2 separate regions of the Ovis aries genome follow, and region 1 is linked to region 2. A link is a contact called in public Hi-C data. All regions are on one chromosome and are shown on one strand. The core of a region is the stretch at or near the end of the contact, and the rest is flanking DNA. Distances in the headings are between cores, read along the strand shown.

Evidence for each region. Hi-C and Micro-C count contacts between places; a contact is called where the count stands out from the background.
Region 1: a Hi-C map of liver shows a contact between it and region 2, with 2.0 times the contacts expected there. The contact joins two enhancer-like sites. A contact is called at or near these places in 2 of 16 Hi-C or Micro-C datasets (liver and skin fibroblasts).

What each region holds. Positions count from the first base shown.
Region 1 is chr2:31,501,898-31,508,955 of ARS-UI_Ramb_v3.0, reverse strand. The region is part of intron 5 of AOPEP (aminopeptidase O (putative)); the gene reads left to right. Among named protein-coding and RNA genes, the nearest start is that of AOPEP, 180 kb to the left of the region's middle. Within about 2 kb of position 1,680, at least 17 of the 54 cell types and tissues checked have an H3K27ac peak or open chromatin away from gene starts, as enhancers often do. A contact at or near this core is called in liver, where this site is marked.
Region 2 is chr2:31,429,445-31,436,993 of ARS-UI_Ramb_v3.0, reverse strand. AOPEP (aminopeptidase O (putative)) reads left to right here. Exons shown (of 15, transcript XM_042243057.2): 6 at 3,438-3,627. Among named protein-coding and RNA genes, the nearest start is that of MIR23B, 160 kb to the right of the region's middle. Within about 2 kb of position 1,688, at least 34 of the 54 cell types and tissues checked have an H3K27ac peak or open chromatin away from gene starts, as enhancers often do. A contact at or near this core is called in liver, where this site is marked.

The DNA.
Region 1 (7,058 bases), core at 431-2,930, 72 kb before region 2:
TCAGGAATTAGGATATAGATAACCTTTTGTGTGCTCAGATGTGTCTGACTATTTGTGACCCCATGGACTGTAGCCCACCAGACTCCTCTGTCCATGGGATTTTCCAGGGAAGAATAGTAAGAGTGGGTTGCCATTTCCTTCTCCAGAGGATCTTTCTGACCCAGGGATCAAAGCAGGGTCTCCTGTGTCTCTTGCATTGGCAGATGGATTCTTTACTACTGAACCACCTGGGAAGCCATAACTATCTTTTTGGGGGGGGTGGTAATTTTTCAGCACATTATCACAGTTTCCATTTGCTCCAAATGAATTCACTAAATATCATGGCTCCTATATTTTCCATATCTCCTATACCTTCTTCTTGTCCTGATATAATCTAATAAGTGTTAAGAACATAAATATATTAATTCAAACTAAGTAATTTATTTAGGACCTGCTATGTGGCTGCCACTAAATTCTGTGACTACAGTAGTGAACAAACAGATACAGTCCCTGTCCTCATGGGGTTTATAGTCTTGCTGGGGAATTGGATATTAAACAAATACTCTGAAAAATATAATATTACAAACTGGTAGATGCTATTCGGAAGAAGTGGCTCCTGACAAGCTCTTAGGGAAGGTTCCTCTGAGGAAGTAGTGTTTCAGCTGAGATCTGAAAGATGGTATGAAGTAAGCCAGGCTAGGAGTAGAAGGAAGAGGACTTCACACACAGGATAACCTGTAGTTAGAAGGAATGTGCAGCCCTGGAGGACCTGAAAGAAGTGTTGGTAGGACCTAGGGAGTTGTGGCGGATTAGGGTGAGATGAGATTGGAGATGTCACAGATTAGGCAGGGCCTTCTAGAAATCTGAGCTTCATCTTAAGTGTATAAGGAAGACGATGAGTTTAGCACAGTGACAGAGTGGGAATAGGAGTGGGCATGGCATGATCTGGTTTGCGTTTTCACAGAATTACCCTGGATTCTGGTTGGAAAATAAATTGACAGTGATGGGAGCGGTGGCAGTGGAATATGAGAGCAGAGGTTTGGCCAGAGGCCGGGTAAGAGGCAAAGGTGGCTTGGACCAGTGTAGAGATGGTGACTGTGGGAGAAATTGGAGAGATTCAAGATGTGCTTTAGAGAAATGGCAAAACTTGCAAGTTTTATGTGGGGGAGCTGTGAGAGAGGGAGGTGTCAAGGATTTGAATCCCAAGTTCCTGGCATAAGCAGCGAAATGGATGGGGGTGCCGCTGAAGGTGGGAGGACAGGAAGAGCACTTTTGGAGAAAAGATCCTGAGTTCAAGTTTGTACGTGTTAACTTTTGAGATGTCCCTTGGCACAGTGCCTGGCACAGAGCACACCACAAATAGTTACTTCTATTTCAGTCAGTTATTTCAAAATTATGACTGGCCTTTGAGTCAATAGACTTCGGTTCTTGCTGTGACTAGGCCACTTCTCATACATAAACCTATCTGGGCTTCGGCATCCTCATCTGTAAGTGGGAGTCTATCAAACTCGATGAGTTTTGTGCTCCCTTTCAGCTTTAATCTGCCTGCAGTGCCATGAAATTCTTCGGTCTTGAGCACCTGGAACGCTGCTCTGGCCAGCTGGATCCTCTTCAAAGAGTCTGATGCACTAGAACTGTGCGTATGGGTGGCAGTTTCTGGTGGAAGCTGACGCAGAGGGAGGCCTGGCCAAGGCAAACTGTGGCTAGTGAGGAGGCCTCGTGACGAAGGGGAAGGATGTGGTTTGAGGAGAGCGGCAGCTGCTGTTGTCACCAAATGAGCCTGAAATTCACCGCACTTTAGAGGATACTGCAACCCGGGATGGCTGTCCATTAACTGGCGAATTAATGTGATTTGGGGGCGTATGGAGAAATGGTGATGGGCAGAAAAGAAGATGAGGAGAGAAAATCATACTTGCTGTGCACTCTTCTGTTGTGAGTTAGAGTCATTGTTGGAACCAGAGTGGGTGTCAGGGATAGATCATCTCCAGTCCAACTCCCTTCATTTGCAGAGAAAGAAGCCAAGGTCACCAGCAGTTTTCACTGTGGCAGAGACGAACCAACACTCAAGCCTCCTCACAGCTGGTCTGTGCTTTCTTGCTCTACTAGGCTGCCAGCGGTGATTCTGGGGAGCAATTTTAGGCCCAATTTTGGAAAAGGGTCAGGTTTGGTTTCATTTACCTTAGACCAGATCCCAGAGAGGTTACTTACTCCTCCCAAAACTCCAGATAGAAAAACACTTCGTGTGACTTGTTGCACTTTGGGCCCTCTCCTCAGTCAGCACTTTGTTAGTCACTAGTAAAGCCAGCTGGGCCTTGAGTCCACAGGGATCCTCCATTTTACTCACCTCATCTGGGCTACCCAGTGGTCACAACAAGTACTGACTCTTCCAAAACACATTCTGCGACTGAAGGCTGTGCCCAGGTCTTTCATTAGATTGGACAATGCCCTTTCCTCCAAAGGTATTAGTTGATTTTTTTTTTTTTTAAAGAATCTGAACTGTGGCTCTGTTTATGAAGAGTAGCTGAAAGGGCACTTTATTAGGAAAGTTGCTGCTTCATCCTGTGAATGTGGTTAGCTTGTGAGTAATTGAATTCCCTGGCCTCTTCTTTGGAAGCGATGACTGGTCAGCCTGTGGCTTTATTGTTATTTCACCAACATAGGAGGCAGATCACGCTACCACTACTTAACAGTTTAATTTAAAATGCCCCATTGGAGGTTGTAGGCAGGATTTCATGTGTGCCTGCTGCATAGCAGGAAGCACATTGCTCTAGAAGTCACCACTGGGCTGAGGTCTGATCAGGATCTCTACAGAAAAGCAAGGACCTGGGGTTGAGGCACTACTGAGTCAGCCCTGGGGACTCAGAAGCAGGGTGTTGTATGCAAGGCAGGGAGAATCTGTAGCACAGATTCATCTCCTAAATATGGGGTGAATTGTGAGGTAAGCCATCCTTTACGAGGATTCTCTTCAAGGCTGAGAGACCACATTCTGAGAAAAGGGAGGGCCCTTTTTCCAGAGGCCACACATCTGGTTGACCTCCTTCCAGTCTCCTTGAACATGCTGTGCTCATTACTGAACCAGTGGTTTCCCTGCTGTTGGTCCCCACCCTGGGGACACCCAGCCCATTACCAATGCCTCTCCAGATTCTGCCCCTCCTTCAAGGCTCACCTCAAGGGATAGTCCTGCCTGGAACCTTCCCCAAGAATCCCAGTCCTCATGACCCTTTGGTTTCTGAAATCCTTCGGAGATGGCCATCTCACTTCAGTTTCACTGTTTGTTCTTTGCCTCTGTGTGCTGTTTCCTCTAGGCGGGTGTGTTAGGAATGGGCGGATTGGCAGTTCATGCATGTTTTTTTCTGTTGGCTAAATCACTAACTTCTTAAGGATGAAAGCCTGGTCTTGAATTTCTTTATATTCTCTTATAGTGTCAGGTTTAATTCTGAAGACAATATGTGCTCACAAATACTGTCAGCGGTTCTTACCTTTGGATAAGGAAGACCAAGCGTACTATACCATTTTATGTGAGGAACTTGAACACCCATGCATTTTGGAATTGGCCAGCATCCTGGAACTAGTGGTCCATGGATACTGAGGAGTGACTGTACTTGCCTACTCACTGGAAAGAGTTCTCAATATGTTTATAAAATGATAGATTTTTAAAAGGCATATGTAAAGCCTACCTGTGCCTGTTTTTTAAATTATTTTCAAAATCATATCACTATCCAGTTTTGCTATGTGTAACAGAAAGCTCATAATAATAATGACTTAATTAAGGTAGAGGAAGAGTTGGACCACAAAGAAGACTGAGCCAAAGAATTGATGCTTTTGAATTGTGGTGCTGGAGAAGACTCTTGAGGGTCCCTTGGATTACAGGGAAATCAAATCAGTCAGTCCTAAAGGGGATCAGTCCTGAGTGTTTATTGGAAGTTGAAGCTGAAACTCCAATATTTTGGCCACCTGATTCCAAGAACTGCCTCCTTTTAAAAGATCCTGATGCTGGGAAAGATTGAAGGTGGGAGGAAAAGTGGACGACAGAGGATGAAATGGTTGGATGGCATCACTAACTCAATGGACATCAGTTTGAGCAAATTCTGGGAGATAATGGAGGACAAGGATGCCTGGCATGCTACAGTCATTGGGGTCACAAAGAGTTGGACACAACTTAGCAACTGAACAACTGCAGTTAAGGTAGACATTTATTTCTTCTCCATGTTAAAAAAAAAAAAAAGGCAGAAGTAGAGCCCAGGGTGGAGTGGGACTCCACAGGACAAGAACCCAACATTCTCTCTTGCTGCTGTGCTATGCTAACATGATTTTCATTCTCAAGGTCAACTCCTAGACTCTCAAAGTCAAGTCATAGTCCATAATGGTTGTTTGAGTTCCAGCCATTACATCACATCTTAGGCAGCAGGAAGGAGACAGAGGGGAAGAAGAGGCAAAGGAACCCCTCACATAGGCTGTCTTTCAAGGAGCTTTCCAAGAAGCTGTTGTTGAATGTTTTTGTTTATATCTTATTAGGTCACATCTAGTACACCTAGGAGAAGGCAATGGCACCCCACTCCAGTACTCTTGCCTGGAAAATCCTGTGGATGGAGGAGGGCTGCCGTCTATGGGGTCGCACAGAGTCGGACACGACTGAAGCAACTTAGCAGCGGCAGCAGCAGCAGTACACCTATCTGAGTTGGACCATAAAAAAGGCTGAAAGATTGAAGGCAGGAGGAGAAGGGAATGACAGAGGATGAGATGGTTGGATGGCATCACCAACTCAATGGATATGAGTTTGAGCAAACTCTGGGAGATGGTGAAGGACAGGGAAGCTTGGTGTGCTGCAGTCCATGGGGTCACAAAGAGTCAGGCATGACTGAGTGACTGAACACCACCACCTAGCTGCAAGGGAGGCTGGAGAATGTAGGCTTTGTTCATGGATGGAGGGCATGTATTCAGTGGAAATTTAGGGATACTAAGAAAGAAGAGGGAAAACAGAGACTCTAATACATAGGATCAATTGGATAAAGTGAGGTACACTGAAATAACTGAGTCTTTTTAGCTTTATCTCATCAAGGCTTTCATGAATTTTTTAGTGAGCCATGCTCTGCATCTATTATATGCCTGACGCTAAGTGGTAGAGAGAACAAGACAGATGTCTTTACTCTCAGAAGGCTTACAGTTCAAGTGAGGGAGACAACAATAAGCAGGAGAATAAATATCTGAACAAGATACCATGAGATAATAGTGAGCACTAAAACAAAAATAAAATCACTTGCCTTGGTTAGTTTCAAAAACTATCTATCTATTGGATATGCTTAGAGTTGTTTATTACATGAATGAAACATTCAGTCTTCTTCAAATCTATTTTGATTTCTCTTTTGAGTTGTGCCTGTAAATCTATCTATATGAGCTCTTTAGGGGGAGAAATGCATTAAAAATTGCTTTGTTGGACCACTTATAAGAGGATTTATTTAGACTGGAAAGTTTTAAGCTGACATTTCTAAAATGTTTATATCTGGAGTATGTTTATATTAATTAAGGTTTTATTTATATAATACAAATGCACATTTTCAGGAGCCATTTATTTAAACATGTAAAGGCCATTAAGAAAAGTGTTGTCAGTAAAGAAGAGATATCTAATGGTGGTAGGTGTTTAATAAAGCTGCATAATTTATAAAATACTTAGAAAAATGTTAATGTGTTATACTCTTGTTCCCCAGGGAGGAATTTTTGTTTTCCTACATTTCACTCCCAATGGTATGATTCTTTTTTTTTTTTAATTTTATAATATGTTGCCATTAGAGTCAGATATGTCTTTGCATAGGTTTTTTTTTTTTTTTTTTTTTTGACTGAGCAAAACAAAGAGCCATCAGTGACACTTATATTGCTTTGATTTGATGTCTTTTGTAGCAGTCCAGGTTGATTTCTGGAATCCTGTAGTAAAATCACTTAGGGATAAAGAGATATTTTATGACTCTTTCATTAACCCATGTTTGACTTTCTAGTTTACAATATTAATTTTCAGCAATTTTGATCCACAGCCTATCATTTCTTAGTTAGGGTAAAGATCACAATCTGGACAAGAAAGAGAAAATCCATATTGTTTAGACTATTTTTAAATAAGAAGCCCTGGAGAACAGTTCTTGATTTTACATGTAGAAACGTTAATCAATGGTAATAAACTGTGCATTGACGACATGTTTAAAACAAACCAGAACTTAGGAAAAAACAGGAAATTTGACCAAACAACTCTTCCCAGTAACAGGTTTTATGTGTCTTTGTTAAGATCATCACAGCTTGTTTTAATTTTTTTTCAACTTCCTTTCCAAAATTTGATGTTATATTTCTTTGCAGTTTTATATACAGCTTTCATTTAATAAGCACTGTTCATGTCAAACTGGATTTCTGTAATAGAAGAATTGCAAATAAAAGGAACCTATAATGAAATTGTAATGCTACATATTAGTCCACAGGCAAAATGGTGTTACAATCTGTTAATTAATGAGTCTTTTGGGGCTTCCCTCATAGCTTAGTTAGTAAAGAATCCACCTGCAATGCAGGAGACCCCGGTTCGATTCCTGGGTCAGGAAGATCCACTGGAGAAGGGATAGACTCTCCACTCCAGTATTCTTGGGATTCCCTGGTGGTTCAGCTGTTAAAGAATCCACGTGTAATGGGGAAGACCTGGGTTCAGTCCCTGGGTTGGGAAGATCCCCTGGAGAAGGGAAAGGCTACCCACTTCAGTATTCGAGTCTGGAGAATTCCATGGACTGTGTAGTCCATGGGGTTGCAAAGAGTTGGACACGACTGAGAGACTTTCACCTCACTTCACTTCACTTGCCAGAATAGTTCTCGTATAGCCTTTAAGTCCATCTCTTAATTGGTAACATTATCTGGCATTTTGTAGACAGTGAAGACCTTTTGCTTACCATTCTTACTTAGGCTTATTCTTATATTCTTAATTTTAAACTTGACCCTTTGTTGCCATCTTCATGCTAGAAACCATTCCCATTTAATCTGGGACAGCTGCATTTGTTTAGATACTATATGGCTAAGTTCTCACAGAAATCTGACCTAAAACGGACAGATGTTTG
Region 2 (7,549 bases), core at 439-2,938:
TCCTCTCCAAATTGAATTCCTCCCGAAGGATTGGAGCGGCTCCTGAGAGTAATGAAGGCACTCCTTCCTCCTCTGCTAGAAGCGTGTTTTAAATTAGCGGACACAGCCTTCTAATCTGCGTCGGGAGGGAGCTTTTAGGAACAGTCTTGAGAAACTGTTTTCAGACCAGAAATGATATTTTTAAACTTGGGGGCGGGGAGGCAGCAGACAGACAATACCACGTGGCCTTTGTCGGGAGGCAGCCCCGCTGGTGGTCTCCTGGGAAGGAAGGAGCACACGCGTCCTGCTGGGGCCCTGCCCGGCCCCCTGCCCTCCCCGCCCCCCTGCCCTGCCCCACCCCCTGCTCTGCCCCGCTGGCCCCAAGATCACTTGCAGTGAGAATTTATGACGGAGAATACAAATAAGAGGGGATTGTGCTTTTTGAGAGTTGAAAATATTCCTTTCCCACCCATTTCTTATTTGGGAAAAATGATCAACTCTGTGATTTTGAAAAAAAGTTTTAAAAGAACCATTTTTAGGATGAAGATGTCACTGAAGTGATTATCTTCCATCCTCTGTAATGATGATGAATCAACAATTTGGCATTTGTAGAGGCAGTTGACACAGGCCCTTTCAAGGGAAAAAAGAAAAAAAGAAAACCCGTTTTCAAATGGAGCTTGTCAGAGTGAAGACTGATGCCCGGCTGACTGACTAGGACCAAGAATACAATTCTGACAACTTGGGAAAATGTGAGGAGCCCAGGGGTGAAACTTATAAATCAAGTGAAAGGTTTGAGTAGAAAATTCTAAACATTCATTCTGTTTTGAAGGAGGGTGTGAAAGAGATTATCTGTTGGTAGAGGAATATTTAATATTACTCCTTGAAGTGAGTTTGAGCATTATACTGTTCTTCATTCATTGTTGAAAAAAAGCAGTTTAAAAATTCTAGTTACCATGAAAAATCCTGACATTTAAGTTCAAAAGGAGAGGAGTAAATTCTCCTTAACTTGAAAAAAAATTGTATTGGTCCTTTTATGTCAGGATTTTGTTAACAACCCTTGAGAAAGATTATCAAAACCTCACTCTGCGTTTTAATTTAGTTTAAGAAAAAAGCCATTTTCTTTATAGGGAGGTATGATCCATAGGTAAAACCCAACCTTAGACAGAAAACTCCGCTGCAGGAGAATTTGGGATCTGGTTCTCAAACTGGAAAATTGCTTTTCAGGGAGAAGGTCATGTTTTTCACTGATAATAGGGTCACTTGTATCAAGCGAAATGCGCATCCTTCCAATCTAGAAGGAAGTTTAAACTTCGGTTTTCTCAGAAGACAGTAGGAAACACATTTCTCTCTGGCTAGGAAGAGAGTATTGAGGACAGGGAATGGGAATTTAGGCACCAGTCCAGCAATGTCTGGATCTGTCCTAAGCCCAACCAAGGCCAGGGTGGTATCTCCAAAATACCGGGTCTGGTGGAGACAACGAAGACTGTTGAAGGGGAAAAATTACAGGACAGGAAAATGAAATGCCACCCCCACACAGCTGCTTTGTGCATTCCTTCAGCCCTCTCAGACTTTGATATTTGCATAAAAGGGCCTGGATCAACTTCCACACTGGGACAAAGCAGCCAGCAGGTCGCCGTGGACGGCGCAGGCTTTTCCTCATGAACAGTCTGCAATTTCACAGTCATCAGCGTGTGTACCGCTCCTGGGCCGAGGGGTCAGCTCAGCCACACCACGTCTGTAACTCTGCGTGCACCGTCTGGATCTCTGGCCAGCAGACCTTTCCAACGCAGGCTTGTCTTTGAGCCTGTTTACAAAGCCTGAAGTTACTTCTGTTTTGTTTTAGCCAAAAGGGTGAAGTGCTGCCAGCAGTATGTCTGGAATGTTATTTACTTGGTACATTTCTGTGGCTTTTCTTTGTAGCGCTGCACATGCCAGAGCAAGGGGTCATTTACTTGAAAATGCCAGGTTTCGCAGTTTGTCTTCTCCATGGGCGACTTTCTCAGGAAGAGGAAGTTTAGCTCCTGTGCCTCTTGGTTCCCTCCCACCCTCCTCCCTTCTCTCACCCTTCCCTCTTTTCCTTCCTGCGTTGCTTCCTGCCTTCCTTTTTCTCCCTCTGAGTTAGTGCTCTGAAATACTGTTGGCGCCTGCTGCATTGCACCCTTATATCCTAAAGGTCCCAGCTACACTTTTATTTCCCAGAGTTTCTGGTGGACTCTGCTGAGATCCTGGCAGACGCTTTCTCATTTGCGTGCCTGCCCTGTTATTATTTCACATGAAAGCTGTCTGTTTTGGCACACATGACTGCCGCGATTTCAGTTGAGCTCCCTGAGCTGAATGGGTGATGTTGTGCAAGGGAAATACAGGTGGGGTTTTCTCTACTGGTGGCCGTGGGGGCGGAGGACAAATCTGCAAGCAGTTCTGGCTTGTGCAGAGCCCACATGATGGCAAATGCGTGGCTTTTAAACGAAGGAACCAGTGTGTACAGTTTCTTAATTTGGAAGGTTTCACAACTGCTTGTGTTCAATTGATGGAGGAGAGGTGTTGTTTTTTTTTTTTTTTTTCAAAGCAAATTCTTCATTCATAAGACTGTAAACAAGTCCTGGATAAATGAGAAATACCGAAGCACAGGAGGTACTCCCTTTACCTCTTCTCTTGTCAGCCTCCCTTCCTGCCATTTCATCAATGCAGCTCTAATCATGGTGTTTGGAGTTTTAAAGCAAAGTATGGGAAATGAGATTAGATATTAATAAATCTCCCTGGCTGGTGCCAGCCCCGGGGCCATTTGCACACCTGAGTGAGTTAACTTCCTTCTCTCTGCCTATCATTGTGTCATGTGAATTATAAGCATCTGTAGATAGGAAAAGATACCTTTGAAAACCTCAGCCTTACAGAGATTCAGCCTTTATCACAGTCTCTTGAAACCTCACCCATCCATGGCACCTGTGAGTTTGTTACCTCTGTAACCAGCCCTGGCCTGAAATAGAAAATGTTTGGTTCCATTCTTCTCGGCTTTTCCTGTCCTTCTGCGTGACTTCTCACTTTGTCTGTAAGCTACTCGGATTTTTGGCTGAAGGGTCTTCTTTGATCAGTGTCTTGACAACATGGGCTTCACGTTCCCACACCTGCTCTTCTTTTACAGTCCAGATTTCAGGGTAAATGCTTCCATCGCCTTGTAATTTCTTCAGTGTAAACCTCAGTGCAGGTTACTTATTACAGGTAATAGCCTTTTGATGACGGAGACAACTGCTTGGCAGAAACGGCAGCCTGAGCCGCTGCCAGGAACGCAAACTGCCACTTTATTTATTTCTAAAAGCATCTAAGCTGCGAGCCTATCGGTCGTGATCTAGCATGCACATGATAATAACAGGCTGGCAGGGCTGAGAAAGCTGCCCCAGGGGGTGGCCGTGACGACAGGCCCTGACAAGACTCTTGTGTGTTTTCTCTCCCATTATCCCCAGCCCACACATCGTCTTCCTCTCTCAGAGCACCTTGACTGGAATGAGCCAGCTCTGTGGGACCCGTCTCTGCCATGAAATTGCTCACGCCTGGTTTGGCCTGGCGATTGGGGCTCGAGACTGGACGGAGGAGTGGCTGAGTGAAGGGTTCGCCACTCACTTGGAAGATGTATTCTGGGCCAAGGCACAGCAGGTAAGTTTCAAGTGCACTAAGCATTTCAGTATCCAGAGTCAAGTTCAACTGAGTCTTTCGCTCATTCAACAGAAAAGTATTGAGTGCTCATTATGCACCTAGCCCCTTGTTCTGTTTGCTTTGTAAATGAGAAGGGAGACCTTGCTCCCCATGGGGTTCACTGGGGTTCGTGATCTAGTGATGACAGGGAGACCAGGTAGGTAAACGACAGCATCTGCAACTTGCAGGGATGAGTACTGTCAAGAAAACGAAGCCAGATAGAGAGGGGTGGAGGAAGTGCTGTTTTAGAAGGTGCTCATCGGAGAAGGTCTCTGATGAGGAGACGTTTGAGCAAAGACTTGCAGGACAGGTGGTGCTGCGGCATACTCAAGCACTCCTTTGTGGTTGTGGTTGTGTTGACATCGACCGTGTTCTGCTTTGTTAAGTGATGAGATGAAAGTTTAAATCCAGAGTCATGATTTTAGATGTCTGCTCAAGTAATGAGGAATGAAGCAGTCGGTGTTGCAGATTAGGGAACGGGGAGGACTGTGGTACACCGGCCGCTTCCCCTCAGTTCTGACCAATTGCTGTCATGTTGAAAGGAGGGCTTGATAGAGCCTGGACTTCTAGTGTTTTGAAAGAAACTATGACTCTGGATTTTTATGTGAAATTTATCAGTGTGAAAAATATGCAGACCAAATACACACCGAGGCCAGACCTGCTCAACACACTCCTAGTTTACAACCTCTGCTTAAGAATTCGCCACCAGCAATAAGGAAGCTAACCTGCTTCCTGCTTACCTCCTGCTTGTTTTCCAATTCCTAATATCTGGTCACATCTTTTCCCCTACCATCTCTGCATACTGGACGATTTGAATTCTGAAATTCACAAGTTTGTACACATCTGCATGATTTTGTTCAAGTTCCTTCTGCCTGTTGAAATCCTGTATATCTTTCACTAGCCAGCTCAAGGTCACCTTCCTTTGATAGCCCAGGCTCTTCATCTCATTCACAGTTCAGTAATGCTCTTCTAGAAACTTTGAGTTTCCACTGTAGTTGTACTTACCTCTTTTTTCTCACTTGTTTCTTCTTCCTGCTATCCTCATGAGTAGGCGATAACCTCTTTCACAGTGGCACAGTGTCCTGCTCATCCTCCCACCCCGCTTTCCCACCTTGGCTACTGAGCTAGCAGTGTGTATAGCCGTGTCCCCCTCCACGCAGAATCCTGTGAAGAGAGGTCACATGGCAGATTCTTGAGCAGAAAGGCTGGGTCTGAAGTAGGACCTGGGTTGGAATCCCAGCTTTGCTGCTTGCCAGCTTTGTGAGTGTCAGGAGGTTAAGTCACCTCTCTGAGGCTCAGTTTCCTCATTTATAAAATGCTTAACCTTGCAGAGTGGAAGGGGTGGTGTGTGAATGAGCTTATTAGCACCGTGCCTGACACACAGAGTGTGTGCGAGAAATACCAGTTGTCCTTCTTGTTCTCGTCATCTTTGTTTTTGCCACCACCTTGCGTGGAGTAGGCATTCAGCAAGGATTCTCTCACCATCTCTCCCCTGAGGTGCTTCCACCTGAGACAGTCAGATTTGTGCTATTCTGGTCATCATGAGTGTACGTCAGGTGTCTGATGACCATCTCTCTGCCCTTTATGTCCTGAATCCCCAAAGAGCACTCCCCCTTTATCCTTCCTCTTGCCTCTACCTTCTGGAATCTCTCTGCTTGGGTCCTGCCTCTAGCTGTTCTGCCCTGCATCTGTCGGTACTGATAGAGGCACAAAGCTGGCCTGGCTGCATCTCACAGCTGTAAACCTTCCATGTGTCCATTCTCTGCTAGATTCATAGAGATAAAAGGCTAAGTCCACAACGCTGCTTTGAAAAAGATCAGAGTCTAATTTTGAAGATAAGGAAAGCATAGAGTGGAAGGAAGAAGAAAATAAGATAGCAAAGAGAGGTAAACACTAATTAGTGTGGGAGTTCAAAGGTGAAAGAGGCTGGATATGAGAAAATCCAGAAAACCTTCTTGGAGATGACTTCTTATGAGCCTCAAAGGGAAAATAGGGGTTAAAGTTTCTCTGTCCCTCCTTTACCCTTAACCTGGAGTAGGGAGCAGTCCACCTCATCATCCTTTAAGCTACGTGCAGTAATTCTTCAATATATGAAACCGCAGATACCCTCTGAAGCGAAGTGTCCATTCTGGAATCAGCACAAAGTTTGGAAACATTTCCAGGGTTCACCCCTTGCTCTGATCCCTTCCTTGAAGGTTGAATAAAACTGAGCTGCTGGTGGTCCCTGCCAAGCCTCCTCAGCCAGAGAAAAGTGCTCCTCGGGGCAGGAAAGGGTGGGTGGCCTCAGGGGACTCTCCCGGTCAACAAGTTACTTCATCCCTGAACAAGGCATGAGGGTGCAATGTTACTTTTCTGCCCAGGAGACTGTACTTTGCAGTGCCACACATTATCAAGTACCGCAAAGGGGAGTGGGGGATCTCTGAACCAGGAGATAGAAACCTCCACTCCTCTCAGTGGGATTCCATAGAGAGAAGTGAATTGAATTAGTGGCAAGTTGAGTCATTTAACTTGTCATCAACTTGGAGAAAGTCTAGACTTCTTCACAGGTGTCTTAGTCAGCTCAGGATGCCATAACAAAGGACCACAGACCAAGAGACTTAAACAGGCTGGGAAGTTCAAGATCAAGGTGCTGACAGGCTTGGTTTCTGATGAGGCCTCTCTTCCCTGGCTTGATAAGGGCCATCTTCTCATTATGTTGTTACATGGCCCAGAGAGAGAGTTTCAGTGTCTCTTCCTCTTCTTACAAAGACACCAACCCTATTGGGTTAGGGCCTTATCCTTTTGAACTCGTTTAACCTTAATTACCTCCTTAGAGGCCCCTATCTCCAAACACAGTCACACCAGTGACTAGGTCTTCAACATAGGGTTTCCTGCTGGGGGAACACAATTCAGTCCATAACAACAGGACACACAGATTTTGCTGATCGTGTTCACCACTGCTAGCTACTTGGCACTTCTGTCCCTCCTTGAATGGCAGCCTGCTCCCTGGCCAACCTTAACCTTCCCCATTTTTAAAACATTTCACACTCTTTCCAGGCCCCATGAGCTTTGTACATGCTTCCCCTCTTCCTGAAATTTCTCCTCTCCTAGCTGACTCCTGCTTTCCCTGAGGGCCAGTTCAAACCCCATACCCTCCCCAGGAAAACCTTCTGAACACCCTGGTTGTCCTGGGAGCTCTGGGGTCCTTCTTCAGCCCCTACCATCCATCACTGGACTCCAATGGTTAGTATTCTCATCTGTCTCCCTCGACTCCTCAAGGTCATAGTTGTGTCCATTATGTCCCCAGGGCCTAGCAGAGAATCAGTAAATATCTGTTAGTTTCCAGGAATGCCTGTAGACACTGACGGTTCCCTCCCCAGTGGATGTCCTGCCTCCCACCCCACCCACCCCCCACTGTGGCATTTAAAGCCGAGGGGCCTTGTGAGCACACGGGTGACAGCAGCCAGTTCTGCTCAGTAGGGCAGGGGTGATGGCCTTCCCGCCCGAGAGGGAGTCTAGGCATTGGGCTCTTCCTGGTTATATGCAAACAGAGTCATCTGGGTTACATTAGCTCCCCTGTAAACAGCCCTTAACAAAACTGGGGGCTGGGAAAAAATAGGAGGTAAATGGAGGGGACCTTTCCCACCCTGTGCGAAAAGACAAGGCAAGAAAGGGCTGGATGGAATCAGAGTGGAAACCAGCCCCTAGGGAGGTCTGCTCTCTCCAGGGCAGGACAAGGGGGGCGTGGTGGGGGGGCGGTGGAGGGGGAGGCTGTCGGACCAGAGGGCACCTCCCAAACAGGCAGCGCTGGAGGGCGGCCTGGTTCTTAGTCTGAGGACCTAAAAGACCTCTTTGGCCCTAGGACTTTTCCTATGGGGCACAAAGCGCAGTGGGGGCTGTCTGT